3 separate regions of the Mus musculus genome follow, and all the other regions are linked to region 3. A link is a contact called in public Hi-C and HiChIP or PLAC-seq data. All regions are on one chromosome and are shown on one strand. Each heading gives the region's core, a stretch centred on a gene start, on an enhancer-like site or on the middle of the called end of the contact. The rest is flanking DNA. Distances are from core to core; before and after follow the strand shown. Region 1 has its middle 120 kb from the start of Gm36703. Region 2 has its middle 54 kb from the start of Gm41042. Region 3 overlaps Pik3r1 (phosphoinositide-3-kinase regulatory subunit 1).

What was found. Hi-C and Micro-C count contacts between places; a contact is called where the count stands out from the background. HiChIP or PLAC-seq counts read pairs in DNA pulled down with a chosen protein or histone mark.
Region 1: an H3K27ac HiChIP or PLAC-seq map of heart atrium shows a contact between it and region 3, with 6 times the contacts expected there. The contact joins two enhancer-like sites. A contact is called at or near these places in 1 of 484 Hi-C or Micro-C datasets (uterus) and 6 of 115 datasets of contacts at active chromatin or transcription factors (the NIH/3T3 cell line, cardiomyocytes, fibro-adipogenic progenitors and 3 more).
Region 2: a Hi-C map of uterus shows a contact between it and region 3, with 5 times the contacts expected there. The contact joins two enhancer-like sites. A contact is called at or near these places in 5 of 39 promoter capture datasets (cranial neural crest, frontonasal cranial neural crest, maxillary cranial neural crest and 2 more), 19 of 484 Hi-C or Micro-C datasets (B cells, the G1E-ER4 cell line, bone marrow-derived macrophages and 14 more), 5 of 115 datasets of contacts at active chromatin or transcription factors (T-cell acute lymphoblastic leukemia, embryonic basal ganglia, embryonic limb bud and 2 more) and 1 of 9 other capture datasets (embryonic stem cells).

What each region holds. Positions count from the first base shown.
Region 1 is chr13:102,230,398-102,235,017 of GRCm38.p6, forward strand. No RefSeq gene overlaps it. Among named protein-coding and RNA genes, the nearest start is that of Gm36703, 120 kb to the right of the region's middle. Within about 2 kb of position 2,309, at least 83 of the 459 cell types and tissues checked have an H3K27ac peak or open chromatin away from gene starts, as enhancers often do. A contact at or near this core is called in heart atrium and uterus, where this site is marked.
Region 2 is chr13:100,940,632-100,945,471 of GRCm38.p6, forward strand. No RefSeq gene overlaps it. Among named protein-coding and RNA genes, the nearest start is that of Gm41042, 54 kb to the right of the region's middle. Within about 2 kb of position 2,735, at least 14 of the 459 cell types and tissues checked have an H3K27ac peak or open chromatin away from gene starts, as enhancers often do. A contact at or near this core is called in uterus, where this site is marked.
Region 3 is chr13:101,711,059-101,715,331 of GRCm38.p6, forward strand. The region is part of intron 2 of Pik3r1 (phosphoinositide-3-kinase regulatory subunit 1); the gene reads right to left. Among named protein-coding and RNA genes, the nearest start is that of Pik3r1, 55 kb to the right of the region's middle. Within about 2 kb of position 2,248, at least 37 of the 459 cell types and tissues checked have an H3K27ac peak or open chromatin away from gene starts, as enhancers often do. A contact at or near this core is called in heart atrium and uterus, where this site is marked.

The sequences.
Region 1 (4,620 bases), core at 1,059-3,558, 520 kb after region 3:
CATAGACGTATAGTATTATACACACTAATGATCAAATCAGGCTATCCAGTCTTTGCAGCTTTTTAAATATATTATCTTATTAAATATATTGAGAAGCTTAAATTCTCTTCTAGTCTTTTCAAATGTATAGCAAATGTTGCAGACTATGCCATACACTGACTGCTCATATCCAACAGAAGAAAGTTTGGAAAAATGCAGTTTATTTTTATTATTTATTTATTTATTTATTTGTCACTCTCCTGATAAATGTAAAACAAATATTCAATGTAAAAAAAAAACCCTCCAAAATAGAGGAAGAAAGTAAGTAGTGTTTTTTTGCATATCTATTTTAAATCAAAATAGTGTTTGCCCGAGTGACCCACTGTTACAGCCATTTCCTACTGTGGGGCCCATTTTTGCTTGTTGACTATAAAGTTTTTCTTTGAATTCTAGAAGTTTCTTTCTCATCAAACTGAATTATTCAAACTCTAAAACCATAAAAGCACAAACATGGACATTATTCTTAAAAGGGTTTGTTTTTTTTAACTTTCCATGAAAAACAAAGATAAATTCTTTTGTTTGGAATGTGGCCTGGAAACTTGAATCAGAACTAAGGAAATATCCAGATTTATCAGTCTGCAATGTTCTTTGCAGTGTCAGGGTCTTTGGTTGATTTTTTTTCTTTAGTTGCATATCTCTGCCCGATTCTCTCCTCTGCCTGTCCAGCTTCATCCATCCTACAATAAAATGGAATATTGTTTTAGGAATTTGTTGACTCAGAATTGCATCATCTAGCGCTAAGTGACAGCACAGAGCCTTCTTATCATTGGTTCTGACACAGATCATATTAGCTGCCGCTCTAGGTCAGAGTGGTTGCCACTGAGAATTCAGAGGTGGAGGATGAATAGCTTGTCTTCCTTGGCTTGTGGTATGAGTCCAGTCCGCATGACTGGCTTGCCTGCAGAGGATGGGATGTGAATTGTGTTTTCTGACGTCAATGAACCGCTCCCATGCTCTAGTGGAGAAGCATCTGGAAAGTTTCGTGCTTTCCTGTGCAATGTTGCTCAGGACTTGGTCCTTTCCCTCCACACAGTGAGAAAGAACTGTCTGCTACCTAGGCTTTGTGGGAGAGCTGACTTTTCTAGGTGGACCATGTTCTCATTAGTGTAGAGCTAGGAACTGTTTCATTTTAATTAAAGGTAATCCAGAACTGATGCACTTTCTAAGGAAGCAATGTGTCAATAAAACAACTTAGAAGGAGTAGAATGAGTGTCTCCCCTTGGCAATTGGAGAGCAGAGGCAGCAAACTGTGTGACCAGTGCAGCAGGTAGGACACTCCCACTAAGTTCTTCTTGCTGGTGTTTGGGTTTTGCTTTTTCCTTCTCACCAAAAACAAAGGAGGAATCTTTTGGGTAATATTTCCATGAGAGGCTCCAAAACCGTGAAATCCCAGATTCTAAAGAAAGAGCTGCCTACCTCCTACAGTTATGGTGACCCCCTAAAGTTTTTATCAGCCCCTTCTGGAAAGGCATCAAGTCCACCCACCTTGTTAAATAACTATTTATCTCCCTACTTGCGGTCTGTAATTATCATTCCATTTCTGGGGAACCAGGACTACATCCAGCTACAGACCCAGTTCAAAGTGAGGAGGAGGAGGAGGAGGAGGAGGAGGAGGAGGAGGAGGAGGAGGAGGAGGAACATAAAACTGCCCTATCTGGTTTGTCTTCCTTCCTTCCTTCCTTCCTTCCTTCCTTCCTTCCTTCCTTCCTTCCTTCCTTCCTTTCTTTCTTTCTTTCTTTCTTTTTTCTTTCTTTCCTTCTCTCTCTCTCTCTCTCTCTCTCTCTCTCTCTCTCTCTCTCTCTCTTTTTCTTTTCTTTCTTTTTTTTCCAGTAAGCAATGAAGGAACTAAGAGCGTACACACATTCTTCTTGTCTTGGATCAACAAAGGAGTCATGCCAAATGTCAGATTAAATATTCCGCAGCTGAAGTGTTTGCACAACTTTTTGGTGGCTACCATTTAAAGAAACAAAACCAGCGATGGGCCTTTAAAAAAAAAATCACCCTTCCTTTGACATGCTCACAGTGTTCTGCCAGCAGTTGCTCCAAGCTGGAAGGCCAGGCCCTGCATATCTTGTCAATGGACCATGTGTGCCAGCTGGCAAGCATAGACTTGGGTATCCGTTCCTACAGGGGCATGAAGCCCCACTGTGTGCCTCACAGGCCACAACTGTATTGCTGTCTTCTTTCACCCATGACTGTGTTGGCTGAGGAGCTGGCCATTTAAATACAGAAGGAATTTCCTGATTCTTCAAGTATCTGTCATGTTTCAACAATGAGGTTGCACTCTCTGAGCTGCGTGTCTTTTCAGTTTGGGTTGGCTCTGTGGGACTGCTGGGGAAACCAGAGACAGATCTTTTATTGAAACAAAATAATAAGTCTGAACAAATCAGCCTTGTTATCTTTGGCTCTGGTGAGAGGTATATTCTTTTCAGCTTTATATTTCTACAGGATTGCTCAAGAGGCAATGTTTCCCCTTGCCAGGTTATGTGAGGGACAGAAGAGAACAGAAGGAGCCGGAATGCTTGGAGAAATGAGCGTTTTCCTGCATTTTCCAAATTACCTTTCCTTCTAGTCTGAGGCAGTCAGTGTTCCTCCCTCATTTCTCTTATAAGAAAAGAGAAGGGCAGGGCATCTCTCACCTGGCCAACATTGCGTGGTGGCAGTGTAGCTGTGAAGAATGACATTGGCCACTCACTCTCTATGATTTCAGGCAAGTTACTTCACCCCTCCACTCTAATTTAACTCCTTTACAAGAATGGAAATGGCAACAGGAATTGTTTGCTGATATTGACATAGAATCTGGAGTGTGTGAAGTGAGCTTAGGAGTAAAAGACAAGCCAGGTCAACTTCCAGCGACCGTGTAGACTGAAACCAAATGCCAGTCTTCTCTCAGCAGATACTGAGGGCTCTTCACTCTTCCGGAAGTCACTATCTTTCCCTGCATCCTCCATGGCAAGGTTGGAGGCAAGCAGAGACTCCAAAGAGATGTAGTTGTGTGTTCTTTTATTTCAATGTGCTTTTCCGGACTAGAGAGATGGCTCAGTTGTTAAGGATGCTTAGTCCATCACAGAGTACAGAGTTCAGTTCTCCGTACCTACCTAGGATGGCTTACACTACCAGAAAATTTAAATATATGCGATGCGATGTTCTCTTTAGCCTCCCTGGGTACCTGGAGACATGTGGTGCATATAACTTCACACCTACACACAGATAAATACATAAATAAATAAAATTACTTTTCCATGGAGATGAACTAGACCTGAAGCTCTAGCTCAGATCATAACAACTGCAAAAGCAACTGCCTCTGTGTACCAAGTAGAGGGAGTCTCCCAGGCTATGGAGACACATCTGGGATCTGTCCTATCATTCCCAGGTAAGCACTCTAGATTTAGAACAGAACGCACAAAGTTGTCAGGAGACGTATTTACTTGTGACAGTTGATGTCTGGTCTATTCCAGCTTGACTGTTTATGATAACGGGTACCAATCATCACAGGGGCTGCCAGTAGGATCCTTCAAAACACCACACAGGTGCTTCCCACATGGCAGGCTCTGTAGTCATCCTTGGATCCAAAGATGAGTCAGAAACAACCCTTTCTTCCCAAATGAGGCTTTATAATACAGAGAGATTTCTGCCGTTGTGTTTCAATTCTATATCCTCTAGAATCCATTCAGAATAAAGGTTTTTTTCATACATCCTTATTACTAGGCACATAATCAGACAGTTTTGAAGGTTTGGAATGAGGGTTCTATAATTTCCATCATCAATCCCCAGCAAGGAAGCAAAACCAAAAAGGAAGAGAGAGGCTTAAAATACAGCCACTGAGTTAGTCACTTGAGGTTGCCCTTCTCCAAGTCCTGCTAAGGTATGGGGGCTGAAGTTGTTCCACCTGACCCCACAAAATTTCAAGAAGAGCTGAATACCGGTTACAGCTTTGCCAAAGACAAGCTATGGGATCTTAGCTAAAATCTCCCATCTTGCCTTGGCCATATGTTTACCTGGAAAATGGAGAAGATGAAGACTATTCAAGCTATAGGTGCATCATCCAAACATGAAAAGAGTAATGTCCACAGGAGTCTCTTTTGTGCACTAAAAGCATACTTACTTACGTTGCTTCTCTTATGTTTACTTGCTTCTATTTTAGGTAAAATTTTTCAGAATAATTTTACCATTTTAATGTCTTCCTGTAGAGTCTATGCTTATAAATGTTCCAATAAGAAGAGTGCAGAAAAGAATAGCACCAGAGAGCAATTTCTCATTTCCACACCCATGAAGAGCCTTATATAAAATGAGATGAATAAAACTGCCCCCCCCCCCAGGATGTGTGCAGTGTTCTCAAGGTTGGAGATCTAGTAGGCTCTTAATTTGAAGAACTCTCTGCTTGACTTCAAAGTGCGGTTCCTTAACTATAGTCCACTAAGTGTAAAAATTAAGAGCATATTACTAATTTGGAATAGGCAAAGACTGGCCACTTGTGTTCATAAGAAACTGGCATGTGCTAGTTTATGGTTATATCTGTTGTTTTCTCCACACTGTGAAAAAAATGATTAGCAAAAGCAACACAAGGGAAGAAGGATTTAT
Region 2 (4,840 bases), core at 1,485-3,984, 770 kb before region 3:
GTCACCAGAACATGAGGAACTGTGATAAGGGTCACACATTAGGAAGGCCGAGAAGCACTACCCTAGAGCATCTCCCTCTTTCTGCAGGCCCCCACCATTTGTCCTTGGTCTAAGAAGGCCAAGGTCACTGACCTGGCCCCAGCGAGGAAGTTTCCCTTCTGTTTCTCAGTCCAATGTTCTAAAGATAGGAGGATATTCACGAATTTTGGTTTTCCACTCTTTATCCTGGCCATTACTGGACGAAGCTCAGGCACAGGCAAACAATGTCGAATCGACTTCCTTGAAAATGGAAGGCCTGTCCCAGCCTCTGAGTCACGGGCTCAGGTGCGCGGTGCGCCTGAGGCTGGCCTGGTGCCATCTTGTGAACACTTGTGGAAAGGCAGGGTGGCTGCTAGCATGCTGCACGCTAAAGCTGCCTTTCCTGTCTTATTTCCGGTTAAGAAAGAAGGAGCAGAGGAGGAAGAGAAAAGGTGACGTCCAGTTCAGATGCTCGGCAGCTGAACCCTCTGGGAACTTTTAACAGCTCCGTGCATAATCTTACACAGGCAGGGCATAGGCTAATGGAACTGATTAGGGGAAACCAAGTTAGATAACCTTTTCTGTTCTTTTAAAGCTCATCACATCACTTTCAAACTCCACAGGCAACCTTCCAAGATTTGTGTTTGAGGATTTTTTTTTTTTTTCCTGTATAGATGACCTCATTTCTATTCCTAGGGTTACATACCTGCCAAGCATTCACCGATAACACTTGTTAGTTCAAATCTCTCTAGGGTTACAATAAAGTGACATGCAAGTTTCTAACTGAAAAGAAAAGACGCATGAAACTGATGTTAAGAAGCGGGTTGCAGCAGTGGGGTGGTAGCACACACCTTTAATCCCAGCACTCGGGAGGCAGAGGCAGGCAGATTTCTGAGTTTGAAGCCAGCCTGGTCCACAAAGTGAGTTCCAGGACAGCCAGGGCTATACAGAGAAACCCTGTCTTGAAAGAAACAAAACAAAACAAAACAAAAAACAAAAAACAAACAAACAAACAAAAAGAAGTGGGTTGCAGCTGACCCATCCCCAAACTTTAAGAACCCACACTCATGACTGACTTCAGTGAAGCTTGCCTTTCACCAGGGTGATCTGGAGGGCTTGCTGAGCTCCAGGGCAGAGCCCACCCCAGAGCTCCTTATACTTTACGGTTGGGGTGGGATCCACAGTGTTTAACAAGTTTCCTGGGGCTAATGATGTTTCTGGTATGGGGGACTTTTTAAAAATATAGGTTTGGTTATTGTAAGGTTGAAAAGCCCAAGAAAGCCGAATTATGGATTCTCCTTTCCCAGTTGGCTGGAGAAAGTAGTTATTCTGACAGAGAGAGGCAAGGCTCAGGAGGTGGAGCTCGGCTCCCATTCTTCTAATGCTTCCAACTATGTGATCCTGGCAGAGTAACCTTCTCTTCCCGGCACCTCCATTTTCTTATCTGAAAAACAGGGGTCTTCTAGCTCATAGGTTTGTGAGTGCGTATATATGTAGTATACCACGCTGACACATAGAATATCTATAATGAGCTGCTGGGGATATGGCTTGTTTGCTAGAGTGTTTATCTAACACATGGGAATCCCTGCTTTTGTTTCCACGCACCACATAAACATGGTGTTAGGGTTGCATGCCTATAATCCCAGCTCTCAAGAAGAGGAAGACCAGAAATTCAAGGCCACCCTTAGCAACATATTGATCTGAAGCTAGCCTGGGCTACATGAGACCCTGTCTAAAAATAACCAAGAGCCAAAACAACAACAAAACTGAAAAAACAAAACAACATATCCCCAAATCCCAAAACACAAAAAGCTATTGTAATGAATAGCTATTCTTTAAAACATTTGAAACTGAAGAAGAACGAAGACCAAAGTGTGGGCACTTTGCCCCTTCTTAGAATTGGAAACAATCACCCATGGAAGGAGTTACAGAGACAAAGTTTGGAGCTGAGACAAAAGGATGGACCATCTAGAGACTACCATATCCAGGGATCCATCCCATAATTAACCTCCAAACGATGACACCATTGCATACACTAGCAAGCGTTTGTTGCAAGGACCGTGATATAGCTGTCTCTTGTGAGACTAGGCCGGGGCCTAGCAAACACAGAAGTGGATACTCACAGTCAACTATTGGATGGATCACAGGGCCCCCAATGGAGGAGCTAGAGAAAGTATCCAAGGAGCTAAAGAGATCTGCAACCCTGTAGGTGCAACAACATTATGAACTAACCAGTACCCCAGAGCTCTTGACTCTAGCTGCATATGTATCAAAAGATGGCCTAGTCGGCCATCACTGGAAAGAGAGGCCCATTAAACAGGCAAACTTTATATGCCCCAGTACAGGGGAACGCCAGGGCCAAAAAATGGGAATAGGTGGGTAGGGGAGTGGGGGGGGGGAGGGTGGGGGGAACTTTTGGGATAGCATTGAAAATATAATTGAGGAAAATATGTAATAAAAAAAAACAAAACAAAAAAAACATTTTTATACATCTTTGAAGTAGTTACGTTTACTAAAAATAGACCGAAATAAAAATAATTAAATACAAGGCACAGGTACTTTAAATAAGTGTAAGGTGGTAATACTTTATTAAATTAAAAAATTCCCTGAAATGAAATATAGCATCTCCATGATCAGCCTTTGTTGTTCTGAGGTTAAGAGAAGTTGGCCCCTGTGCACCACACTGCTGAGGAGGAAAAACATCAGAACAAAGATTGCATAGAGGCATGATTAGGTAGCTTTTAAAACCATGAAACTCGAAACTTTCCCAGCTGTGGGAGTAGGCACAGCTGCTCCGAGTTTTAAAATTTGTTCTTGAGCTTTCCACCCCTTGCAAAATTGACTCCCTTCCTGGCGTGCCTTTGGTTAAGACTTTGGGTCTCTAGGATGCAAATTGTATTTTCTAGGAGTAATAGCCCATTAATCCGATAATATGCACTGACTCTTTCAGACTAGATTATGTGAGATTAGCTAGGTGTTACCTCGGAAAATACAGTGCCTTGCCCTGAGGGAATAGGTCACAGCTGCCTCTGAGGAAAGATCTGGGGTGTGGGGCTTTATGGGGACATGGGCTGCCAAGGGTACTGGGCAGGGCAGGGGCAGGGCAGGAGAGAGTGCTGGTGGGGGATTCAGCTGGCTACAGTCTCTGCCTGGAGAGTTCCACTTTCCAGTGCTGATTGCCCTCTTTTTTTTTTTTTTTTCCATTTTTTATTAGGTATTTCGCTCATTTACATTTGCAATGCTATACCAAAAGTCCCCCATAGCCACCCACCCCCTCTCCCCTACCCACCCACTCCCCTTTTATGGCCCTGGCGTTCCCCTGTACTGGGGCATATAAAGTTTGCGTGTCCAATGGGCCTCTCATTCCAGTGATGGCCGACTAGGCCATCTTTTGATGCATATGCAGCTAGAGTCAAGAGCTCCGGGGTACTGGTTAGCCCTCTTGTGCACTGAAATGGAGGTAGATGGCTTTAGCGTTGGAGGTTTGGAAGCCTCATGCATACCAGCTCCTCTCCAGGCCTCTGCCTGCAGTGCGCATGACCACTGGCTGTGAGAAGAAATTAAACTGAGTTCTAGTAGATGGACTCATAGAGTTAAGCCTCGCTTTGGGGCACAAAGGTAGCAATAACCCAGTGAGCTTGTCTCCTTCTCCTTTTCTAATGATGACTAAGTCACCTGAAGCAAACATTACATTAGCCTTATCCTAAAATCATGGGAAACCCCGAGACAACTGAAAGATAAGGCTTACTGGAGAGCAAGCTGCGACTTCATTTCATTTTAATAGTTTGTGCTGACTGGAAATCTTTAAACCAATCCCACTGGATGATTTTAGTGGCATTTTCTTGGCTAACCTATCAGAGAGATTGGTGCATGTGGCTTGCTTTCTACTTTAACAGCAAGGGCACACGAGGTTTGTTTTCCCCATGACACAGCATCATCCCTTCCTTCTCTCTGTTAAGTGGGAGGTCCTAGGTAGGAGTCTGGAACCCTTTTCCAGCCCTTGGGTTTTGCGGCAGGCTCGTTAGAACCTGACAGGGGTTCTTGGCACTTCAGCTAGCTCTTGGCAGCCAAGTGACCTTTCACTTTGAATGTAACTAATGTCCACTTGTAATGTCCAGCTCATGAATATTGCCAGACAGATTGGTTGATGGGACAACGCATAAAGACAACTGGTCAGCTCTGCCCTGTCCTCACTTGGCAACTAGTGGCTGTGGATGAAGGATGGGCAGTCTCTGTGGCCAGGGTCCTCAGCACCCAGCCATGGAGGCTGAGCTGGCACTGTGGCCTGGGGAGGGGCTGCAGTGGGGAGCAGAGAGGGGGGAGGACATGTTGGGATTGTTCTCAAGGCCAAGTGCTACAGTTCTGTGTCTATATGAACACTATATCTATAGGTGGACTTTAAGTATGGACTTTTAGCATCATAATTCTGGATTAGAGGATTAGAGAGATATTTGAAGATATTATTTAGTAGCTCTTGGTATTATATTGACATATGACACGATATAGGATATTATATTTATTTAGTCACTACAATCATGTAACTTTAAAGTATACGTCACAGATGTGTATATGTGGGGCAAAGTCAAGGAAAGGAACCTATCAGCCACATAGTTACCTTCTTGTGGTAGAAGTATCCACATTGACACTCTACTATTAGCTGGACTTCCAGGATACAGTGTTGTAACTACAGACTCCAGGATACAGTGTTGTAACTACAGACTCCAGGATACAGTATTGTAACTACAGACTCCAGGATACAGTGTTGTAACTACAGACTCCAGGATACAGTGTTGTAACTACAGACTCCAGGATACAGTGTTGT
Region 3 (4,273 bases), core at 998-3,497:
TGTGAATCTTAATGACGACATCTTCAGGAGTAACTTGTCTGTCATTAATGCATAAGTTCAGGTGTTTATAATTAGCTAGAACAGACAGTTCATATACTCCTAGAAACACTAAATGGTCATAATTAGGTTTCAGCGCTGCAAATATTATAAGTTGTATATGATGTTAAGAAAATTCCTAACTAAACCCATTGTAAGTACTAAGGATCAGCACTGATAATGGCAGTGCAGGACTGTAATCCAGCACTTGGGAGGCTACAGCTGGAAGGTTACAAGGTAAGAGACAGCCTGGGCTATCTCCTAACAAAAGACCTTGGCTAGAAGAAGGCAAACATGCAAAAGACACATACACACATACCACACACACATAGACACATACACGCACGCACACACACACACCAGCAGCAACAGCTGCAAAGGGCAAACCATTTCATTTCCTTTGATAAACTTTAAACCACTTCCCTTGACTTCAGAGTTTCAGCTCACAGCAGTATCCTCTCCCACAAATACCTTCCCTTCTACATGGAACAAAATGAAGGTCATCCTGTCCACATACATATGTACAGAAGAAACTGAAGACAAAGAGAAGAGCTACCCATCAGGATTCAGTACAGGGTCTTCCTGCTAACAAGCCTCAGCACAGCCCAAATCCCAAACCCAAGGGTAAGTAGTAGAGACACACACCCCTACCGCACTCACATAACTAATCCTCAAGTCCTCTCCCCTTCACATGTAACACAAGCATTTTTCATCGGAAAAAAAAAAAAAAAACCCACTGGCACAGAGATCGGAATTGCTTAATAAAGTTTATCTCTTTCCAAAATCTTATCAACTCGATCATTTCCATGGGCAAATATAAAAACTAAATTAAATGATAATTAAAAATTTCATGTAACTATTATTGAAATATGCACCCAACAGTTGCTGGCTGGGCAAGTGCTTGCACACACAGGAGGTTTCTATCTTCCTCTACTTCAGCTGAAAAAAAAAACAAAAAACAAAAATCAATATCCTGAGCTACAGAGTGTCTCCATCTCACAACTAGACTACTGCTAGATGAGGTCTCTGAAAGCCACTGTAGTGAGAACACTGGCCTTTTCAAAGCACTGTGCACATAGAGGGGGAGGAAGAGTTCTCCTTTTTTGTGCCGTATCGAGGAGATACCCAGCTGAATTTTTTAATACCGAAGAAGCTAGATTGGGCAAAGGTATGACTCACAACAGCTGATGGAGATTGCGCAAGGGGAACTTGACAGGGCAAACTTTACAAGGTAAGACAATGAAAACAACAACAATTCTAGGATGTCCTACTCCTTGGTAGAAGGTCTCTCACTCGGCACGCTTCCTCTCAGAAATATTCAGGCTTGGATGCTACGGCCGTTCCGATTGCCTGCTTTAGACAATGGGGACCATCCCTGGAATTCTAAACAGCACTCTAAAACAAGTGTTACTTTCTTACAACAATTCTAAGCCTAACTATTCTCTAACCCCATTAAATACACATGTAAGACCTATATTTCTGTCCGTAGATTTCATCGTAAGTGATTCCAGCAGGAAGTAAGTAGCTAGGGATGACTAACAGGCTAACTGTTCCCTGTCCATGATGAAGCATCAAATCAAACTCTGATAAAACAAAATGGTACCAAAAATTTCAATAAAAACAAACAAACAAACAAACAAACAAACAAAAAACCCTACAGAATATACAGGTTGGGGCTGCCAAGCAAAACCCAAATTAGCAGGCTGAACATTTCCATTTTACATATACATTCCATTCGATGCAATTCTCCAGACAGTCTGCTTCTGAATCAGAATGCACTTGGGGTTGGAAGCTTGCCCTACTGCGTTGTCTAAGGGCTGCAGAGCTACAATCCTTCTTCCGCATCTGGAAGTATCTGTAGATTTCCTGACACACCCAAGCCCAGTCTCTCACTTAGCCAAATCATTTTTCATCAGAAAAAGTTAATGTTGTGCAAGGAAAAAGGAAAAAGAAAACAAAGGAAGAAGAGTCGAAAGGTCTGAGAAGAGTGAGTCTAAACTAGTATGTCTAATTGCTAAGGAAGGCAGGTAGGCTAGCCTTCCACACTTACAAGAACTCCGGTGAACCAGGAGCCCCAGGTCATAGAAGAAATTACTCATGCGACGTTGGAGGCAGCATGTTCTGTTTGCTCTTTCTGCGGACCCTGGGGACAGCCAATCACAGAACAGAAGAGAACCTCTCTCCAACCTGAAGCCCTTCCCAGACTACTGAAGTGGGCAAGCCTCAACACTCCTGGGCACCAGAGGTGTGTGGGAGATAGGAGCATTCTGTGCTCTAAGTGGTGCCAGCGCTACCAAGTGCAAGATGAAACCAACACACAGCTGCAGCTCCTGGAGGCGTTCTCCATTAAAAAAAAAAAATTAAAAGAAAAGAAAAAGACATTTTAAAGTTAGTGCCTGGCAGGAGCGAGTGGAAAGTTTAAGCGGAAACATCAAAACGCAGAGACTGCCCAAGCCAAGTATTTCATTCCTAATGGAAGCGGCTTGGAAGTGTGTGAAAAGTTCCTCGTTTCCACTCAAAATCTAACATGGACTACACAGGAAAGAAAGGATATATGCAAATGGGGATCGATATTAAGTCAAGATGTTAACGTGTCTACTGACTTGCTGAATCCAAGCTTTCTTTCTGTCTGTACCAATCTTCTCTAGTGACTTCAAAAGAGGGGAAAAAAAATAGTGGACACAAATCAAAGCAACCCCAATTCTTTTCTTAAACAAACGCTGTAAGCACGTTCATACTGTCTACCTATAACAGCTAATACCCTGGACTTCAAACTTCTTAAGCTCTGTGGGCTGCAAGCCACATCAAAAGCTGGTGCGCTCTTTGGGCAAGACAGTAAGACTAAGAATCAAAAACAAAGTAGAAAAATAAACCATGGGTTTGTTCATTTTGGTACACACTGGTTTCATCAGTAGTGCTGACATGATTAAAAGCACAAAGAGACGTGTGTTTCCATCCTTGGGGTACCACTTAAGAACAGTAATCTTGGACAAGTTAATTGACTTTAGACCTGAGGTTTTTTTTTTGTTTTTTTTTTTTTGTTTTCTGTAAAATGGGAGTAATTATATGAGTTAGTGGACAAAGTACCCAGGGTGTAGAAAGACAATCATTAATCCCAGAATGATTAATAGATTTAAAAGGTTTCATTTTTACATCTAGTAATGTCTGTCTGCATGTCTCTACATGAACCACATGTTCCCCAGGTGCCCAAGGAGGCCAGAAGAGGGCACTGAATCCCCTAGAACTGTAGTTATTGATAGTTGTAGCTGCCACGTGGGTGCTGGGAACTGAGTGTGGGTCCTCTGAAAGAGTAGCCAGTACTCTTAACTACTGGGCAATCTTCCCTGCTCCATTAAAAGATTTTTTTCGATATTCATTCACGATGACAAAATTTAAAAGTAGACTCTCTATATAATATTAGGTCAGTTTTCCTAGTACTTCTTAAGGAGAGGAGCTTGAAGCGTATCTGACAGAGTAGTTATTAACGTTTTGCTTCTCACTCTATAAATAATACTCAGTATCTTTTCAGAAGTTAACTCAAATATTATACTATTTTGAACTTATCATATTGTCTCCTAATAAGGACCATAACACTAGTCTGTAAGTTATTTGACTTCAAGTCTCTGAATCTGAAGGATAAACTAAGTTGGAATGATTGTGTGATAAATTCTATTAAGCTTCCACAAGTGAACTAGGTTTTGCTTTGGAGAATGAAGACGCAAGGATGGGCAGTGAAATATGGGAGTTGATGTGAAAGTAAATTTTCAGGTGTAACCACTGTTTTCTGAGGTAACTAGGGTTACTAGTAACACTGACATTTTCAGGCGGCTAACAGATTTGAACTGACGCCTGAGAGTCCTTGCAGGTATCCTACACTCCTTACTTCTCAACATCTCCAAGTTCATCCCCTGCCTCATCTTTTTTTTGCTCCACAAGTCAGAAGAGAATAGGAGTCTATGTCCACTTAATCTTATTTCTAGACTGGCTTCTAGGTCAGCCTCAGAAACAAACAGCAGGCAGAGGTCTTAGGAAGTATATGCAGGTGCACAGCTTTGCCTGACGGCCTCTACTAAAGCCATAAAGTGACTTCAGGATACAGAAGGGCAAGGTTACACTTAATCTTTGACAGGCAAGCTAATTAATTGTGATCTTTATCACCTAAATTGGAATGTGATGTAAAGATGACAACTTACTGTGCACAGCGAATTAAAATGCTGAGCAGGAGGTAAATAGGGAA